Regions from separate parts of the Mus musculus genome. Here region 1 is linked to region 2. A link is a contact called in public promoter capture Hi-C data. All regions are on one chromosome and are shown on one strand. The core of a region is the stretch at or near the end of the contact, and the rest is flanking DNA. Distances in the headings are between cores, read along the strand shown.

Region 1 (5,314 bases), core at 694-3,193, 120 kb after region 2:
CTAGTTCACAGACGAGGAGACCGAGGCCCAGGCAGGGCAAGCAAGTTGGCCCAGGTCACCCAGCAAGTCAGTTGTAGAGGTAGGACAACCCCTGAAGCTGCAAGTGGACCCCAGTTTCTTTTCTCTCCACTGTCGTCCCCTGTATGCCCAGGACACCTGGGGCCACATTACTGTGGAAGTGCTACTCTGGGTCAGTGGAGACGGCCGAGCTGTTTGTTCCTAGCTAGGACAGCAGCTTTAGGCCTGGGGGGCAGATCCCAGCTGGGGCAGCAGCTCCAAGGCCTTTGGGTGGCTCCTTCTCCGGGTTCTGGCAGAAGCCCAGGTGCTGTCTAATCCACCTTTCTCCTCTTGTTCTCCCCAGGGCATCTCCTCCCAACCAGGCAGCTCCCCCAGTGGCACTGTGGTGTGAAATGTGGATGTCCCATGTTCCCGGCCTCCTAGCCATAACCCTCCCCGCTGACCTCAAGAATCACTGTATTAACAAGACTAATCATGATGGAAGGACTGCTCCAAGCCCCACGCTGCACACATACTGGGGGTCCCCTAGGTTGGCCCAGCCATGGGGATGTAGTGTCCTGTGTGGCCTTGGCCCTGTCCTCCACCCACTGCCAAGTACAATGACCTGTTCTCTGAAACATCAGTGTTAACCATATCCCTGTCCCAGCATGTGACTGTTCACTCCTGGGAGAGACTTAGCCCACAGTACCCCTGGGTGAGAGGGCAGGGCAGGGGCCATCCCCACTCCTGCCCAAACTCCACCCCTTGCTATGGTCTGTGATTTTGAAAGTGTTAAATTATGGAAGCCCTGAGGGCCCTCCTTGTTCCCCTGGACCTCTTATTTATACTAAAGTCCTTGTTTGCACAGTGTTTCTGTTCCCTGGGGCAGGGTAGGGTGGGGGTTGCAGTACTTGGCCTCCAAGCTGTGCTCTGACCAAAGGAAGCCCAATCTTAGCTGTTTCCCCATCCCTAGCCCCGAGCAGAGAGCCCTCTGAAAGATGAGTCTCGACCCCCAAAGTCAAGAGGCTGAGATGGCCTTCCTACTAGGTCCTTGGAGATGTTTGAAACTTGTTTTAAACACCAGGACTATCCAAGCATGCTCTCCTTGGGGAGAGGAGGATGCTGGAATTGACTGCACTCCCTGCCTCCTCTGAACATGCCTTTGCAGTCTGCTGCCCCTGGCCCATTTATGACTGGCCATCTAGTGCCAGCTGGAGGTCATGATTTCCTCCCCAGAGAACTGGCCACCCTAGAAAGAAGCTAACTTGTCGCCTGGCTTGCTGTCCAGGCAGCTCCGCCCTCAACCCCTAAAATGTTTCTGTCTCTAATCCTAGCCCAGGCAGGAATGTGGCTGCCCCGGCCTGTGGCCAAGGAGCTATTTTGGGGTTCTCTTTTGCTTAAGGAGGGCCTGGATCCACCACTTGCCTCCCCCAGGCTGGGGCCAGCAGGTCACCCCTGGCCCTGGCGGCTGAGCAAACTCTCTCCTGATCTTCCTTCTACCTCCTGCCAAAAAATGGGGGGGCGGGTAATACAGCAGGCACAGGGGCTAAATTTAACTGTCCCAAAGTCGGAATCCATTGCTGAGTCACGAAGAAGCTGCCCCTGGCCTTTGCCCCCCCCACTACCCCCTCACCCCCTGTTGCCCAGGCATCAGCCCTTTCCCCCAACCCCTCCCAGCTCTGAGTCTATAGACTGGCTCTCCTGGGCACTGACACCTCCCACCTGTAACTCCCTGTGCTCTCTTTATGGGTGGGTAGAGTCAATGGGGGGGGGCAACCCTGGAGTATTACTCTGTCCCCTGACATTGGGCTCTGAAGAGTTTTGAGGGGCCCTGGAAGAAGGGAGTTGGGGTGTTGGCTCAGGAGGGGTTAAAAACTGGGAGGCGGGAGGGGGGCTGGGCCAAGGGGTGGAGAAAAGAGGAGGAGGCCTTAAGCATAGAACTGGCCAGAGAGACCCAAGGGATAGTCAGGGACGGGCAGACATGCAGCTAGGGTTCTGGGGCCTGGACAGGGGCAGCCAGGCCCTGTGACGGGAAGACCCCGAGCTCCGGCCCGGGGAGGGGCCATGGTGTTGCCTGCCCAACATGTCAGCCGAAGTGCGGCTGAGGCAGCTCCAGCAGCTGGTGCTGGACCCAGGCTTCCTGGGACTGGAGCCCCTGCTCGACCTTCTCCTGGGCGTCCACCAGGAGCTGGGTGCCTCTCACCTAGCCCAGGACAAGTATGTGGCCGACTTCTTGCAGTGGGGTGAGTATGGATAGGAAGCCTGGGGTTGGGTGCAAGGCAGAGGTGGGTCTACAGGGCAAGAATGGGCTATGGAGGGGCAGGAGGGCCTGGAAAGGGCTTTTTGTAAGGGAGCCAAGCAGAGCTCATGACCTGACCCCAAGCTCCCCTGGTGAGGCACCAGGGTCAGTGAGGCCACCTATGACTCAGCCAGTGCAGGCTGGGGTGGGCATAGCCTCCTGCTATCTCAGCACCCACACTAGGACCTGGCAGCTTTCTCTTTTAGGACCCTTGGCTCCTCAAACTGGCTTCATAGCCCTCCCCAGTTTCCCAGAGTGTGGGGAGGGACAGCGTGGGGCAGCTGCCAGGGTGTGGCCCATAGGCAGGTGTTTGGCGTCTGCCTCCCCAGCTGCCCTGACAGGTGTCCAGGAGCTATGAGGGCACTGTGACTCACAGAGGCCCTGGGGGAGAACCAGCCCGGCAGACAGGCGCCACCGAGCACCCTTTCTGTTCCCCAAATTAAGAGGAAGGAACAACTTCAGCTTCTGAGTGTGCCCATCCCTAGCACTCTGATCCCGCCCAGCCTTTGTGGGCCAGATTGGTCATCCCTCCTGGCTTCTCATCTGCTTTTGTGGTTCTAGCTCAAGACCTCTAATTCCTCTGCTGACTTAAATGCCCTTCCCCAGAGGTCTTCTCAGGCCTAGTGGACAAGCTTGGAGCCTTATCTGCTCCTGCCCAACATTGAGCCAAAGCTCCAGCTTACCCCAGCTTCCTTACAAGTAACGACCTGTTTTGTTGCTCTGTGCCTATTATTAAGGGTCCAGGTCTTGATTCTTGGCTGTCTGCCCATGTGTGTGACCCTAGTGCATTCTCCCCTCCTCCCCCGTTTCACAGATGGAAAGGTTGAGGCCATCGGTTAGACTGCTAAGCCTGTGAAAGACTTTTTCTCCTCTCCAGTCTTTAGTGTCTCCCTCAACCTTTCTTTTGAAGGATGGGGTTTGGGCTGGCAGGGTAAACTGAGAACTGGGGTGGGGGCAGGGGGTCTGACCCTCTGGGAAGGAGCAGTCCTTTTGTGGCCTGAGCAGCATCCTGTGGGCCCCTCCCCTGCCAGGCCTGGGCGGGGGAGGGGGCCTGGGTTCCCGCTGCCTTAAAAGGGCTCAACGCCTTGGCTCTCTCCTCCTCCCCACCCCCCAGCCTTGGCCCTAGCTGTATCTTCCCCGGCTGCCCACTTTCCCAAACCCCTTTCTTCTCTGTGACCCCATCTCCCCGCTTCCCCACACGTCCCTCCTCCATCCTTACTCCCCGGCCTTAGAACTTCCCTAAGGGAGATCTGACCTCCCTCTGCCCACCCCGCACCCCCAGTCGCCAGCCTCAGACCTAGCTGCTCTCCCCTCTGGCTGAACCACCCTAGCACAGGACCTTATACCCTGGAGCTTTGGTTATAAGAAGACTCTCCTTCACCCTTTGGAAACCAAGAAAGCCCTTCCAACAGTGTCCAGGATGCTGGAGGGCAGTGACCCTCCCCCACTTCTTCTTCGTGCTGGCTGTGCTGACACAGCTCCAGTTCGAGGTTGTGGCCCGAGACATTAAGTGAGAGCCCCGGGTGACCTGACTTAGCACCCTGATCATCACATGGGAGTGAAAGGCCTGATGCGCCAGCTTCTCCCACTGCCTCCCTTTCTGCCCTGCAACCCTGTGGAAACAGGCAGTTCTGGGTCCCACAAACATCACAGAGGTTTTGAAAGCAGAATCCTAAAGCCGATTTAAGGGGCAGAAGGAAGGAGGCTATAAAGTCACTACCCTTACCGCTAGTGTTCTGATGACCCTTGGTTCTTCTTCCCCCACCCCCGCCCAGTGGAGCCCATTGCAGCAAGGCTTAAGGAGGTCCGACTGCAGAGGGATGATTTTGAGATTTTGAAGGTGATCGGGCGTGGGGCGTTCAGCGAGGTGAGTCTTCAGTGGCCTGGGAATGGAACTTTACTTGATGTGGGTGGGGCATAACAGCTGGGGCAGAGCCTTAAAAATTGATGAATGAGCTTGAATTTAAGGCTGGAGGGGTGGGGGCGGAGCTTGTGGTCAGTGGGCGGTGTGCACGTGAGGGCGGGGCTAAGGTTGGGTGGAGATAAGGGTGGAGTCCTGTCTGGGTGAGCCTTGCTGGTTTTCCCTGCCACCTCTTGCTGTCATCTCGGTTCCGTATTTAGGTAGCGGTGGTGAAGATGAAACAGACGGGCCAAGTGTATGCCATGAAGATTATGAATAAGTGGGACATGCTGAAGAGAGGCGAGGTGAGGGCCAGGGATTAGGGCAGCGCCCTCATCTCTCCAACTCACCTCCTGTAGCTTCTCTCCTACCTCACAGGTGTCGTGCTTCCGGGAAGAAAGGGATGTATTAGTGAAAGGGGACCGGCGCTGGATCACACAGCTGCACTTTGCCTTCCAGGATGAGAACTACCTGGTAAGCTCCGGGTTCAGGTGACTAGGAAAGAGTGACAGTTACATCGCCCCAAGTCAAGAAGGCTGGAGAAGGGAGAAGCTGCTGTAGATCGGGGGGGTGGGGGTGGGGGGGACACACACAGGGGATGGGGGACGGGGGTAGGATTGTGTCTCAAGTATAGGAGAGACCTTCCTTGAGACAGGAGTGATATCTGGTTTGGCCTTTGGATGGGGCGCTCTCTCACTGTGCGGGGGTCCTCTGTGCTTGGGAACGGGGTGTCTTTGGGAGTCTTGGGGGCTACCAAACCCCTGTGACACACCCGCTCCCAGTACCTGGTCATGGAATACTACGTGGGCGGGGACCTGCTAACGCTGCTGAGCAAGTTTGGGGAGCGGATCCCCGCCGAGATGGCTCGCTTCTACCTGGCCGAGATTGTCATGGCCATAGACTCCGTGCACCGGCTGGGCTACGTGCACAGGTGGGCGTGGCGGGGCCCTTGGAGGGTTAGCAGAATTTGTGTGGGAAGGAAGGGTACCTGAAGGTCAGATCCCATTGGGGACAGAATCGGGGTCTAGAATTGTAGAATCCTGGGTGGGGTGGAAGTGGATCGAGCTGACGGGCCCTAAGAGGGAAGGTTTTCAAGAAAGCACACTTTCCCTCTTCTC
Region 2 (5,037 bases), core at 159-2,658:
TGGGAGGAGAGAGGCTGGAGACCCCGACAAAGTAAGAGATCCCGATGGGGCTGAAGAGAAGTGCGGACCTGAAAATGAGTATCAACTGCTTAAGGAGGTTTCATTCATGCATGTGTTTATCCATTCATCCCACAAATGTTTGTAACCAGAGTGTAATGGTACAGATTTATAATCTCAGCTACTTGGGAGGCTGCAAGAAAAGGTTTGGAAGAAAGCTCAAGGCTTGTCTGGGCTATAGAGCAAGTTTAAGAATGGCTTGAATGCTGGGCAGTAGTGGCGCACACCTTTAATCCCAGCACTTGGGAGGCAGAAGCAGGTGGATTTCTGAGTTCGAGGCCAGCCTGGTCTACAGAGTGAGTTCCAGGACAGCCAGGGCTACAGAGAAACCCTATCTTGGAAAAAAAAAAAAAGAATGGCTTGAAAAAATTCAGTGAGAGCCTATTTCAAAATTATAAATACAAATTTGGCTGGTATATAACTTAGTGGTAGAGCCCCTGCCTAAAATCCCCCAGTGAGGGGCTGGGGGTGTGGCTCAGTGGTAGAGCCCCTGCCTAGAATCCCCCAGTGAGGGGCTGGGGGTGTGGCTCAGTGGTAGTGGCCGCAACTATCAAACTTCAGTTCCCAGGTTTAATCCTTAGTGCAGCTTTGAGAAGCCAGGCTTGGAGGCTGTGCTCAATGGTACACACAAGCAGATCTCTGAATTTGAGGCCAGCATAGTCTAATTAGAGAGTTCTAGACCAGACACAGCTGCACAGCATAAGGGGGAAAGGGGGGGGGAGTATAAACAGGATGTGTGGGTGGTAAACACCTGTAATCTCAGCATTTTCCAGGTAAAACAAAGAGGATTTTCAGTTCAAGGGCAGCCTCAGCAAGTTCAAAACCTAGTCTACAAAAGACTTTGCAGGGGTCGATGCACTAAACACATAACCATCAGAACTGTATGTACATACAGCAATCCATATCTGCTCAACTCCCAGCACACAGTAGGTTCTCAAACCATGAATCACAGGTTCCTATGGTCCTGACCTGACACTATCGAGAAGTTATTTGGAGGCAGGGCCACTTTAGAAAGAACGATTTTCCACCTAGAAGTGGGTGGGGCACTATGGGCAGCTCTGCTGACCTCTCTGGCCTTGGAGATGGAAAGAGGAGGTCAGGACCAATGTGAGTTGTTAGTTGATGGGCGTAGAACAGTGGAGGCAGGTGATATTCCTGAAGTGAGATGGAGGAAAATTGCAGAAAAGTTGCCTGGAGCAAAAGAAAGAGTGCAGGGATGGCAGCAGGAGGGAAAGAGGTTGTCCAGGTGAGTGTGTAAAGGGCACAGGTCACTGCATGTCACACTCTGGAGTCAAGTCATTCAGAGAGGAAGGATATGAGGGATCCCAGCTGAGACCCAGGATTGATAGTATCAGGCCATCCTGGGCAGTACACTGGGTACAACCCCAGCAACACTGTAAGACCCTGGAGAGGGAGGTGGGGATGACAGGTGACAAGAAAAGAAAAAGGTGAGCTTCTACTTGCCTTAGGTGACAGGAAGTGCTGGCTGCCCACACTACACTGGGCCCACACTACACAAGGGCCCACACTACACTGACTGTAGCAACGAACTGCCAAGCTGCCTTTCCCTCTAGTCAAGCTTCCCGCTAAGGCGTCTGATTGATGGGGCCAAACTCCGACCACACAGCTTCCTGGGAAATGTAGTTTTAGCCTTCTGCCTCAGCAGCCCCTGCCAGTGTACTAGCCCTTCGAAAAGAGCTCCAGTTTCGCCACATTTCTGCACGCACTTTCCCAATCAGTGAACTTGTCTCGGTTTCCATTTACACCTGTCTCTCACTTTCAGTCTTTCTGTGAATCTCTCTCTGGTTTTAGGTTGGTTTCTCTCTCTCTCTCTCTCTCTCTCTCTCTTTCTCTTTTCTTTCAGGACATACTTTATTCTTTGGCAATTCCATACTTGTATACAATGTATCTTAATCATACCTCTCCCTCTTCTCCCACAACGCCCCTCAACAGGATCCCTCTCTCCTCCATGCCCTCTCCTTTTGGTTTTGGGGTTTTTTGAGATGTGGTCTCACTCTGTAGCCTAGGTTAGCCTCAAGCCACCCTTTTGTCTCAGCCTCTTCAAGGTTAGAATTATAGGCTTGGGCCTCTTCTCTGAGCTGTTTTTGTTTGTTTCTATTATTTACAGATTTAAAGACTTTTTTTAAAAATTATTTTTCATTGTTTTTAATTAGGTGTCTTTTAGGTGTCTGTGGGTGGGCGTGTGCATGTGAGTGGAGGTGCCCGGTGAAGAATAGGAAGTTCTCCTAACTGCCGAGCCATCCCTTCAGTGCCACCACCTCCTTTTTGAAACAGGGCCTCAGTTCTCTTCTGAATCCCTGGCTGGCCTAGAGCTAGCTCTCTCTGTAGATCAGGCTGGTCTGGAAGTTGCAGGGATCTTCCAGCCTCTGCCTCCAGATAACAGACATCAGCTGCTGCACCAGGCCCTGACTCCAGCTCCATTACTGAGTGAGTCTCCCTCTTCATCTTCATCCCATTTTTAGGTGAACCCCAATCTCAGAGCTCTCAGAAGAAGATAAGGGCCAGGGCCAGAGGAGGGAGAGGATTGATAAGGGGTGCTCTGGGCTGGGTTTCCCAGCTGAACTCCCTCTACATGGGGGATGCTCAAGACTCGGTCCCAGAAGGAGAAGCAGAGTCCAGTGAGCTCCTAGCCTGAACTAGAGTGGCTAATGGAGTGAAGAGCTTTGGGTCAGAGCCAGACCCTTAGTCAGCCAAGTATACGTGAACACTAAGCCCACCTTATGAAGCCTATGACCACCTCCATCCTATGCCCTTCACTCAATTAAACTTAAATATTAAATATTCAGTAAGCACCTACTGGAGACTGGTCCTGTTGTAGATAGTCAGTGTGCAGCAAAGATGGAGGTGGGGAGCTAGGGAAGAGGAGCAACAGAGTAGCAGGATGTAGTACCTCACACCTGTAATTCTAACACTTAGAAGGCTGAGGCAGGAGGATGGCCTTGAACTCAAGACCAAGCTAGGCTACCTGGTGAATTCAAAGCACTCAGGGGATCTGACACCTTTTGGCCTCCACAGCACCAAATGTGAAGACTTCAGTCCAGATCCCCAGCACCCATGTACATTCCAGGCAGGAAGGGGGAACCTACCTGTGATCCTGCACTTGAGAGATGGAGGTGGGACTGCTCGGGTAAAAGAGCTAGCTAGACTAGCCAGATTGGTGAGCTCAAGGTTCACCCAGAGACTCTGCCTTAGCAATCCAGGATACCTGCCGTTGACTTCTGATGACCACAGATACGCATAAATAGATAGACACATCCATACACAAACGCAAAGGAGAAAAAGTACAGGAGGGAGGGCAGGTGGTCTCCCTGGTCTGAGGTTATAGGTATGAGACCCCAGACCTAGCTGGTTTTCCTTTGGAAGGAAGAAAGAGGGTGTCAAAGACTGAAGGAAGGGATACAGAGTGGGGAGAAGGAAAGATGGAGGGAGGAGGGACACAGCTATGAAGTGGAGATAAATAAACACATGGAAGGACATCGGGATGTCTGGTGGTGAAGCTAGAGATGCTTCCCCCAAAGCCAGAATTTGATCCCTTTAAAGGAGGAAACAGACTCCATAGAGTTGTCAGCTGACCTCCACGTGTACACTGTGACACGCATGCGCACACACATACACACACACACACATGAACACACGTAATTTATTCAAACACAATGCACACACCCATATGCAATACATACATACACACAATGTATACACACACAATGCACACATACACACCATGCAGTGCACACACATGATGCACACATACAATAATAATAAATACATTTTTTGGAAAAAGATGAGATCTAGAGTCAAGATCCTGGTTGCAGATAGACTTAGAATCAAGAGGGAGGCTAGACGTATGTCCAAGGTCAGGGCTAAATTTTGATTGAAGACTGGACTAAGAGTAGAGCCAGGGTCAAGGTCAAGTTGAAATGATGGTCAGGGCCTTGGTTAAGGTTTCAGCTTAGGGTATAGCTAGGTTAGGTCCATCAGATAAGAGTTGGAATGGAGGAGCTGGAGAGGTGGCTCAGCCATTAAGAGCACTGGCTGCTCTTCCAGAGGTCCCAAGTTCAATTCCCAGCACCTACATAGTGGCTGAGAGCCATCAGTAGCAATAGGATCTGATTCCTTCTGGCGTGCATTAACTGAGCAAGCAGTGGACATCACTCCTCCATAGTCAAGGCAGGGGGACACCTGTTCCAGGCCAGCCAGGGCTAAATAGTGGGACCCTGTCTTTAAAAAAATAGAGGGGCCGGAGAGATGGCTCAGCAGTTAAAGCACTGACTACTTTTCCAGAGGTCCTGAGTTCAATTCCCAGCAATCACAACCATCTGTAAAGGGATCTGGTGTGTCTGAAGAAAGTGACAGTGTACTCACATACATAAAATAAATAAATCTATTTTAAAAATAGAATAAAATAAACAAATAAAGAGGATGTGAAGCTAGGACTAATGTAGGGTAGGGAGAGATGTCTGTAGAAGGTTAGGGCTGTCCTCTTCCTTTGGCCTTTTGAGTCAGAGTCTCACTCAGCTATGTAGCCCAGGCTATCCTAGAACTCTGTAATGCAAGCTGGCCTCAAGCAGTCCCATCAGACTGTCCTGCCTTCATACTGCTGGAACTACAAGAGTGAGGGAGCATGCTTAGCTTTTAAATACAACTTATTACCAGAAAGTGCCTCACCAGGTAGCCGGAGCCGGCCTGGAACTAGCTCTGCAGAGCAGGCCGGCCTCGAACTCATACAAGATTCACCCGCCTCTGCCTCCTGAGTGCTGGGGTCAAAGGTGCACCACTGTGCCTGACTTGTATTGTTATTCCTTCTAGTCTTGTATTTTTAAGATTTATTTATTTTTAGTTTATGTGTGTGGTGTTTTGCTTACACGTAAGTCTGTGCATCATGTGTCTGCAGTACCCACAGAGGTCAGAAGAGGGCACTGCACCCCCTGGAACTGGAATCATAGACAGTTATAAACCACC

Evidence for each region. Promoter capture Hi-C pulls out the DNA fragments that hold promoters and counts their contacts.
Region 1: a promoter capture Hi-C map of the HPC-7 cell line shows a contact between it and region 2. The contact joins the promoter of Dmpk here to the enhancer-like site in region 2. A contact is called at or near these places in 4 of 39 promoter capture datasets (the HPC-7 cell line, embryonic stem cells and liver), 1 of 484 Hi-C or Micro-C datasets (the G1E-ER4 cell line), 4 of 115 datasets of contacts at active chromatin or transcription factors (embryonic stem cells, large pre-B cells and pancreatic cancer cells) and 3 of 9 other capture datasets (adipose tissue, liver and pancreatic islet).

What each region holds. Positions count from the first base shown.
Region 1 is chr7:19,081,915-19,087,228 of GRCm38.p6, forward strand. It overlaps Dmpk (dystrophia myotonica-protein kinase), which reads left to right and starts at 1,944. Exons shown (of 15, transcript NM_001379257.1): 1 at 1,944-2,240; 2 at 4,072-4,163; 3 at 4,418-4,501; 4 at 4,575-4,670; 5 at 4,979-5,127. The coding sequence starts at 2,081. It overlaps Dmwd (dystrophia myotonica-containing WD repeat motif), which reads left to right. Exons shown (of 5, transcript NM_010058.2): 4 at 5-79; 5 at 362-861. The coding sequence ends at 409. It overlaps Mir3100 (microRNA 3100), which reads left to right and starts at 4,914; the gene lies at 4,914-4,978.
Region 2 is chr7:18,966,168-18,971,204 of GRCm38.p6, forward strand. No RefSeq gene overlaps it. Among named protein-coding and RNA genes, the nearest start is that of Gm38952, 11 kb to the left of the region's middle. Within about 2 kb of position 1,409, at least 5 of the 459 cell types and tissues checked have an H3K27ac peak or open chromatin away from gene starts, as enhancers often do. A contact at or near this core is called in the HPC-7 cell line, where this site is marked.